Linked DNA regions of Zea mays: region 2 is linked to region 1. The links are chromatin contacts, called in public Hi-C maps. All regions are on one chromosome and are shown on one strand. The core of a region is the stretch at or near the end of the contact, and the rest is flanking DNA. Distances in the headings are between cores, read along the strand shown. Region 1 holds the start of LOC100191310. Region 2 holds the start of LOC100381502 (histone deacetylase complex subunit SAP18).

Region 1 (3,486 bases), core at 955-3,454:
GCTTTGCAGCCGGCCCATATCTGTAACCAGGGCAAGAGTCGGCTCTGTTTTACGACTCCGTATTTCTCTATCTCTACCAAACGAAACAGTCGCCGTCGTATTTCTTTCGATCGTGCGCCGCCATTCATGAGATTCCAATTCATGTGACTAGAAAGAGTACCACAAAGCACCGATCAGAAGTGCCAACAAAGACAAAAGTATTGTTCCAAAACTGACGATGGTAAGGCATTTGCCTTGCATCAGTTATATACTTTTTTTATATTATACTTACTTATATTTAAGTGTTATGTTAACACCACAGTGCCGAGCTTTAATATGCACATGAATAGTGGTGGGTCCAGGTTTGATCCAAGAGAGGGCTACTAAGCTAAGACTATATTTTTTAAACAAAACAAAAAATATAATTGATGTTTAATATGACACAAGAAGCAAGATATAATTTAAACATTCAAAATCTTTTCATCTTGAATATCTACAAACATATCCCGCTCAATATAGCATAGCATGCTGTTATTCATCCATTCATCACAAACTAAACATGGGATTACTACCAAATAAATAATCAAATCAAAACTTCAAATCAAACTTAAAATCACAAACCCCTGCTCTGCTCGGCTCGGGCTCACGGTCACGGGCTCACGGCTGCTCGGTGCACGCCTCGCCTGCTCCCATGCTCCGGACTCCGGTCACCGCGTGGTCGGCGGCTGGACAACGACGAGTCGGCGGTTGGACTCTGGGCGCCGGCGGGACGAGCGGCCTGCGACAATGCTCCGGTCGTTCGACGGTCTGGCCTCTGGGCTCCGAGCGAGCGGCGCTGCAGGCTACAGCGACGGTAGTGCTCTAGCCTCCGAGGTCCGGGCGTGGGCGGCGGCTAGAGCTGGGGGTATAGGATAGAGGGAGGATGTTCACGGGGCTGGGCGCGGCTGGAGCTAGGCTGTCGCGCGGTGATGGGCCTATTCGCTTTACTGGGCTGCAACCGGGGCTGCAGCCAAGGCAGTCCGGGTTGGAGATCCGCCACTGCACATGAATCATTCATGACAGATGATCATGTTATACAAGGAGGATACCGAGGCCTCTTATTTGGAGTTCATAAGGATGCTGCATCAGCCATGAGACAACTATAATTTGATGGAGTGCTAGATAATGAAAATGCATGGATGTACTCTTTGCCTTTAATTTGTATAAGGACTCAAACATTCGAGCTTTCCGATGAGGATGAAAGTTTCATATTTAACTTGCCTTGCTATTTTGGTATTTGTAATGACAGAACCACTTAGGTGATGGAATTGGGTTGTCGTGCATCCTGTTTGTTTACTTGTATGCCGACGATTCACTGAGATGGAATTAGACTTTAAGAAGGTGTTTGTTTAAAAAATCAATCTATTTTAGATAAAGTGATGCATCGTGAGTTCATCCATAAATTTGGTGGAATAAACTTATTCCTCATATTATTACTAAATATCATCATACGAGGAATGGAATGATGATGAATCAACTTATTCTATTTCACAACCCAAATAAGGAAGTGAGGAGTGAGAAGACGATAAACTAACTCATTCATCAAACCAAACATACTATATGGTCCTGTTTGGAAGTGTAGTATTTTTGCAGTTTTGAAACAATACTATGATATTTGATGATACTATAGTATTGGAACTCAAAAGGTGTTTGGTTTGTATAGGCAAAATATAGTTTTAAGTACCATGGTTTACCCAAAACCGTGGTATTTTTTAGAGTTTTCAAAACTCCAATCATGGCCTTAGTTTTCTTCTCTTCTCTCTACATATACTTTGGTTTTTCAATGGAACCAAACAGATCACAATTTTTAGCAATACTATGGTTTTACTGTGGTAAAGTAATACCATAGTATTTGTGTCATGTACAATTATAAACTATAGTATCTCAAAACTACAATATTTTAAAACTGCATTCTCAAACAGACTCTATAGGTTTCAGTGACCACTCAGGCAAATGCTCTTATCCCTTCATGCCTTCACGCTTAGGCACATCCGATTGCAGTATTTTTGTGTTTCAATGATGGAAAAAAAATTAAGCTAAAGTTTATGAGCCGAGCCGTAAACAGAGCCGAGCCTTGTTCTTGGCTATGGATGCGAGCCGGCTGCAAAGCGTCGTGGGTAAGCCTTCTCGCCTCTCCGGATGATTTGACCGCCACGCGTCAGTAATCCCGCCCGGATCGCACATGAGGAATCTGCGGCCAGTTAGTTCGCACCGAATTTTTCTCCAGCCGTCCCTCAAAACAAGGATGCAAATCTGACCCCACCTGCAAGCGACCAAGTGGTCCAGGGCTCGAGACCACCGCGTTTTTCTGGAACCAACCATCCTTCCTTCTCAAGAGTCCAGAGTCCAGACCTCCACACAACGCGAACCAAGCCAACCAACTAACCGAGCAAGCAACCCAACCACACGAGCGGAGGAGCGTGCGAAACCCAAAGCGCGAAAACCCTCCTCGCCCAAGGATCCCTCCCGCGGCGCGCGGAAGCAAACCCCCCCGACCGGCCGCCGTCGGGGGCCGCGGCAGGGACAGCGGAAGCAGCATCACTCCGGAGCGGCGGGGCTCAGCCAGCCCTCGACCGGAGCGGGGGGTTCCGTAATACTCTCCGAATCTGCGGAATCCGTGGCGGGATTTCGCGGGGCCTTCTAGTTTCGGGCGAGACAATGGTGGGGTTCGCGGGGAAGAGGAAGGAGTTGGAGCAGGTGATGGACGGCCTCTCTGACTTCTCCCTCTCCGGCCCCGCTGCCAAGAGCCGCAGATTGGTGAGTTGGTAAACTACTGTTTGTGCCCTTTTTTTTCAGGCTTCTATTAATTGAGGGCTCCTATCTGGTTTGATGGCGCAATCTTTTACCCTAATATTCTCGTGATGCTACTCTGCATCCGAATTCATCCATTTAATTGGTGATGATTGATGGACGCCTCATTAAGTCATTAGGGTGGTTGATTATAGGGATTAGGGAGCGGCTACATGTTAGCAAGTACAGCAAATATGTATACGTGTTTTTAAAAAAAATGGAAGGTACTGCTTCAACTATATATTGTTCCACATATACTGTCTGTTTTCTTATTTCTGATTAACTAGCATGATTTTACTCAGCTGTATCTGCTGTCAGAAACTCCCTGCTGAATGAGCTGACGAAAATGTCTTTCCTGTAAAGAGTGTATGCAATCAACAAGTCAGTAGCCTTTTCATAGGCCGCCCTATTTTATGAGGATGCTGTTTTGTTTACATGCGTATTGCCACATTTTGTGCTGCCGCCGTTGCTTTCTTGGAGTTATTTTTTTTTGGAGTAGAAATGTAGCCAGGTTTATCCGATGATGATGTGCTCAGGGTGCTCATATGGCATCATCTCTATACCTATACGTTTCTATGCATTTGTTGCAACAGTCCTGTTATCTACTTCCTTCATTCCAAATTATAAGACGATTTGACTTTTGTATTTACATAATTTTTGTTATGCACTTAGATATAC
Region 2 (3,679 bases), core at 2-2,501, 670 kb after region 1:
CTCACAGAACACCAAAAGAACTCCTTTAGTGGACGGCTAAGCCATGTTAAAATGCACTCAACTCTAAAAACAATTAAATATGAAATGCAGGCCTTTCAACATAATAAACTGTTTCTTACCTTCATTTAAGCAGATCACCTTTTGCCAGAATCATTCCAGAACAAGTAGACCGGAAACCGGATTAAGTTGCTTCCCCTTTATGAAACTAATTAACCAAGGCTTGTGTTTAACTAAAACTTCACTATTTAATCATTTGTTTCACACTCAAATAATTATACTGTTAGCTACGCAATCATCTTAAAGCGTAGACTTCTAAATAAATTCCAAGTGTAGGTAAACTGTTAGTAAATTGCCTTTTAAAAAAAGGCATAGTTTGATGATGAAAAGCTTTCTGCGGATTCCACCATGTACAATAGGTACAACAAAATTGACTAACAAATAAAAAGTTGCAGTAGCAATGCAAATAAGTGAATCAAGTATACTGCAGACTCTTAAATCTCACTCAACAAACTGGAGTAAAGTGCTAATCAGCACAGGGTAACCAATAAATAAATTCGTTGGGACAGAAACAAGAAGACATAAGCATGCTTACCCTTGTGAAAACCCTGAGCAGCAGAGGGCAGGTCTACACACACAAAAAAAAATATTGTCAGCAAAATTAGTCAGCATTCACATTCCTCAGACGCAAAACCTAACCTAATGCTGTGGAGATGCATAAGTGTTACATACTTGTGAAAGCACAATCCGCCACAAGGGGCATCTCATGAGTTAGAACTTACTTAGAAGACTGACACCATGAGCAAGGGGGACGCAAGGAGTGTAAGAACTGACCTTCTCGCGGTCGATTGGTTCGGGGCGGAGGCGCGCCATCGGCGGAGGGCCCCGGTGCTGCATCGGCGGGCCCGGCCGCGCCGGCCTCATCGGCATATCGGTCATGCCTGCCATCTCCCCTCCTCAGCAACGAGGCTCTGCGAGTTTGAACAGAAGCACACGCATCAACCAACCTATTGGTTGCAAGTAGACAAACGTTTTGCCAAATCGACCAGTTGAAAACGAGGAATCGAGTTGACCTGCTCTGCCGCCGGGTGGATTTTGACAAGGGAAGGCGCTCGCCGCCGCCGCCGCCGCCGCCGATTCTTCGGCGGAGAGAGGTGGACGTGGGGAGGGCAGGAGGATCCGACGGCGTGGGTGTGTGCGAATAGGGCCAAACAAACCCTAAATTTTGCAGTTTCCTCCCTTGAGATCAATGAAGACCTCGTTTGGTTTGGGATGACTAAAATTTAGTCATTTTAGTTAAAAAAAGCAGACAACTAAACTTTAGTTCTTTAGTCACAAGAGATGACTAAATTAAGATTCTTACCTTATTTGCCCTCTCTAATTTTTTATTGCACCAAACATCCACTAATTAATAAGGGTAATACAGTCATTATCCACAACAATTAATGCTATTTAGTTCGATTTAGTCATTGGAACCAAACATGCTACTCTATCGACTAAACTTTAGTCACGGAACTAAACAGGGCCGAAAAATACTCCTACATAATTGCAATTCGGTCCACTAAAGCTATCTTCATCCGCCTTAAGGTTTTTTTAGTTTAGTTTTGGTTTTGGCTTTTGTTCCTAAAAGTCAAAAGTCAAACCAAAGGGTTGGATAGGAATCAGTTTTTTATAAAAGCCGACTTTCTTGCAGTATAAAAAAGAAAGCATCATTGGATCTGCTTTTAGTGACTTTCGGATAGAACTATATATATAAACTTTTAGTGGTTTCTACCAAACGATTTTTATTTTTTAACATCTCATAGTCTACAACAATTTTTTTCACATCTCACAGCCTACAACGGCTTTTTTATAGTCACAGTCCAATCAAACAGACTCTTACTTATCTCATCCCCTGTTTCAAACTCCAATACCTAACAGTACAATCTACAATACAAAGAAATGGTTTGTATGGTCATATGCATGATCAAATCGTGTATATGACTGTTGAAGATATTGTTGACATAGTAAAGTTTGAAAAGAGAAATGAAGATGAATAAGTTGCTAGAGATAGATAGATAGCCATGACGACACAAGACCCTTATTGCAGGTATAGGTGTATATTCGGGCCGCCCGGCCCGGCCCAATCCCGTAAAGGCCCGTATTATTTGAATTTCGGGTCGGCCCGGCCCGTTTGAATTTCGGGCCGTGTCGGCCCATGGGCCTAGCCCTCGGCCCACGGCCCGGCCCGTAATTGCTTAAACGTGTCGGGCTCATTTCGGGCGGCCCGAAATTTACATTAGGGCCCGAAATTCAGTTTTTGGCCCGAAATTCAAAACAAATTTAATAAAACAAATAAAAGATAAGACAAATAAATTTGACCAAAAGCAATCTTAATATATTTGTATTAAGTTACTAGAGCTATGCAATGACTACCTCGTTTATAAATCATTTTGTTAGAAAGAAAAAGAGTATAATCAGATCTATATATAGTTCATAAGTTCAGTTCATTATCTAATGTTCATAACAAAAATAAAATTACATCACATACTCTAATTCAAAGCTACAAAAAACATCTAACTAACATGATCTATAACTTTGTGTTCTTTATCAAGTACATAAAAGTGTGGAATGAAGTGTGATTTTAATAAATATATGGGCCTTTTCGTACCTCTATATGGGCCATTTCGTGTCTGCCTTAAACGGACCGTGTTCATGCTCATGCCCGCCCATGGGCCGCGACCTCGGCCCAAACCCGGCCCGATATATCGTGCTGTGCCGGCCCGGCACTAAAATATTTCGTGTTGTGTCGTGCCTGGGCCGTGCTTTTTTCGTGCTTCGGGCCGGCCGGGCTCGCCGATTTTTTTGCATTTTGGTCCTTCATCGGAAAAAAATTCACGTTTAGACCCTAGAAAATTTTAATGTCATTTTTGGACCCTTTACTCGGCGCCGTAGCCTGTGGCGCCGAGGCCGAGGTACGTGCTGCGTTGGCACAAACGGACGTCGTGGCGCCGACGTGGTACCGAGCTCGGCGCCATAAATCTTGGCGCCGAGCTCCATTCTATACAGAAAACTTGTCTAGCTTAGTTGGTAAAATACAAGGCTCTTAACCTTATATGGTCGTGGGTTCGAGCCCTACGATGGGTGTTTTTAATACTTTTTGTCTTTATCACTTATTTGTTTTTTTTGTTGTCCATATTTTTCATTTATGTCGCTGATCTGTTTGTCCTGATTTGTTTCTCATCCAGTTTTATTTTTGTGGCTGATTTGTTTATTCGTCTAGATTTTTTTATCCGGCGAGCACAGCAGCTGTGTGCCACAGTGCTCACAAGTCGTCAACTTCTCCCCTTGTTTGCTCAGCTAACCACAATAAAAATCAAATAAGAACACTCTTACTTCAATCGTGATCAAATAAAAATATTATATTTTCATTGAGTTCTTTTGAACATAAATTTTAAATACATAATAACATATTCCTAGTAAAAAGAAGCACACATATTCATCTTTTTTTTCTTCTGCACTAAATAAAAGTATACTCCATTATATACTTTTCTCATGGATGATATATTTTAGAATTTACTGCATATACAACTGTTGTGCTCGCCGGATAAAAAAAATCTGGCCGAATAAACAAATCAGTCACAAAAATAAAACTGGATGAGAAATAAATCAGGACGGACAAATCAGCGACATAAACGAAAAA

What was found. Hi-C and Micro-C count contacts between places; a contact is called where the count stands out from the background.
Region 2: a Hi-C map of ear shows a contact between it and region 1, with 1.8 times the contacts expected there. The contact joins the promoter of LOC100381502 here to the promoter of LOC100191310 in region 1. A contact is called at or near these places in 2 of 25 Hi-C or Micro-C datasets (ear and tassel).

Annotation. Positions count from the first base shown.
Region 1 is chr4:246,297,871-246,301,356 of Zm-B73-REFERENCE-NAM-5.0, forward strand. LOC100191310 reads left to right here and starts at 2,205. Exons shown (of 3, transcript NM_001136744.1): 1 at 2,205-2,775. The coding sequence starts at 2,677.
Region 2 is chr4:246,965,979-246,969,657 of Zm-B73-REFERENCE-NAM-5.0, forward strand. It overlaps LOC100381502 (histone deacetylase complex subunit SAP18), which reads right to left and starts at 1,252. Exons shown (of 7, transcript NM_001174333.3): 1 at 1,071-1,252; 2 at 832-968; 3 at 593-625. The coding sequence starts at 945.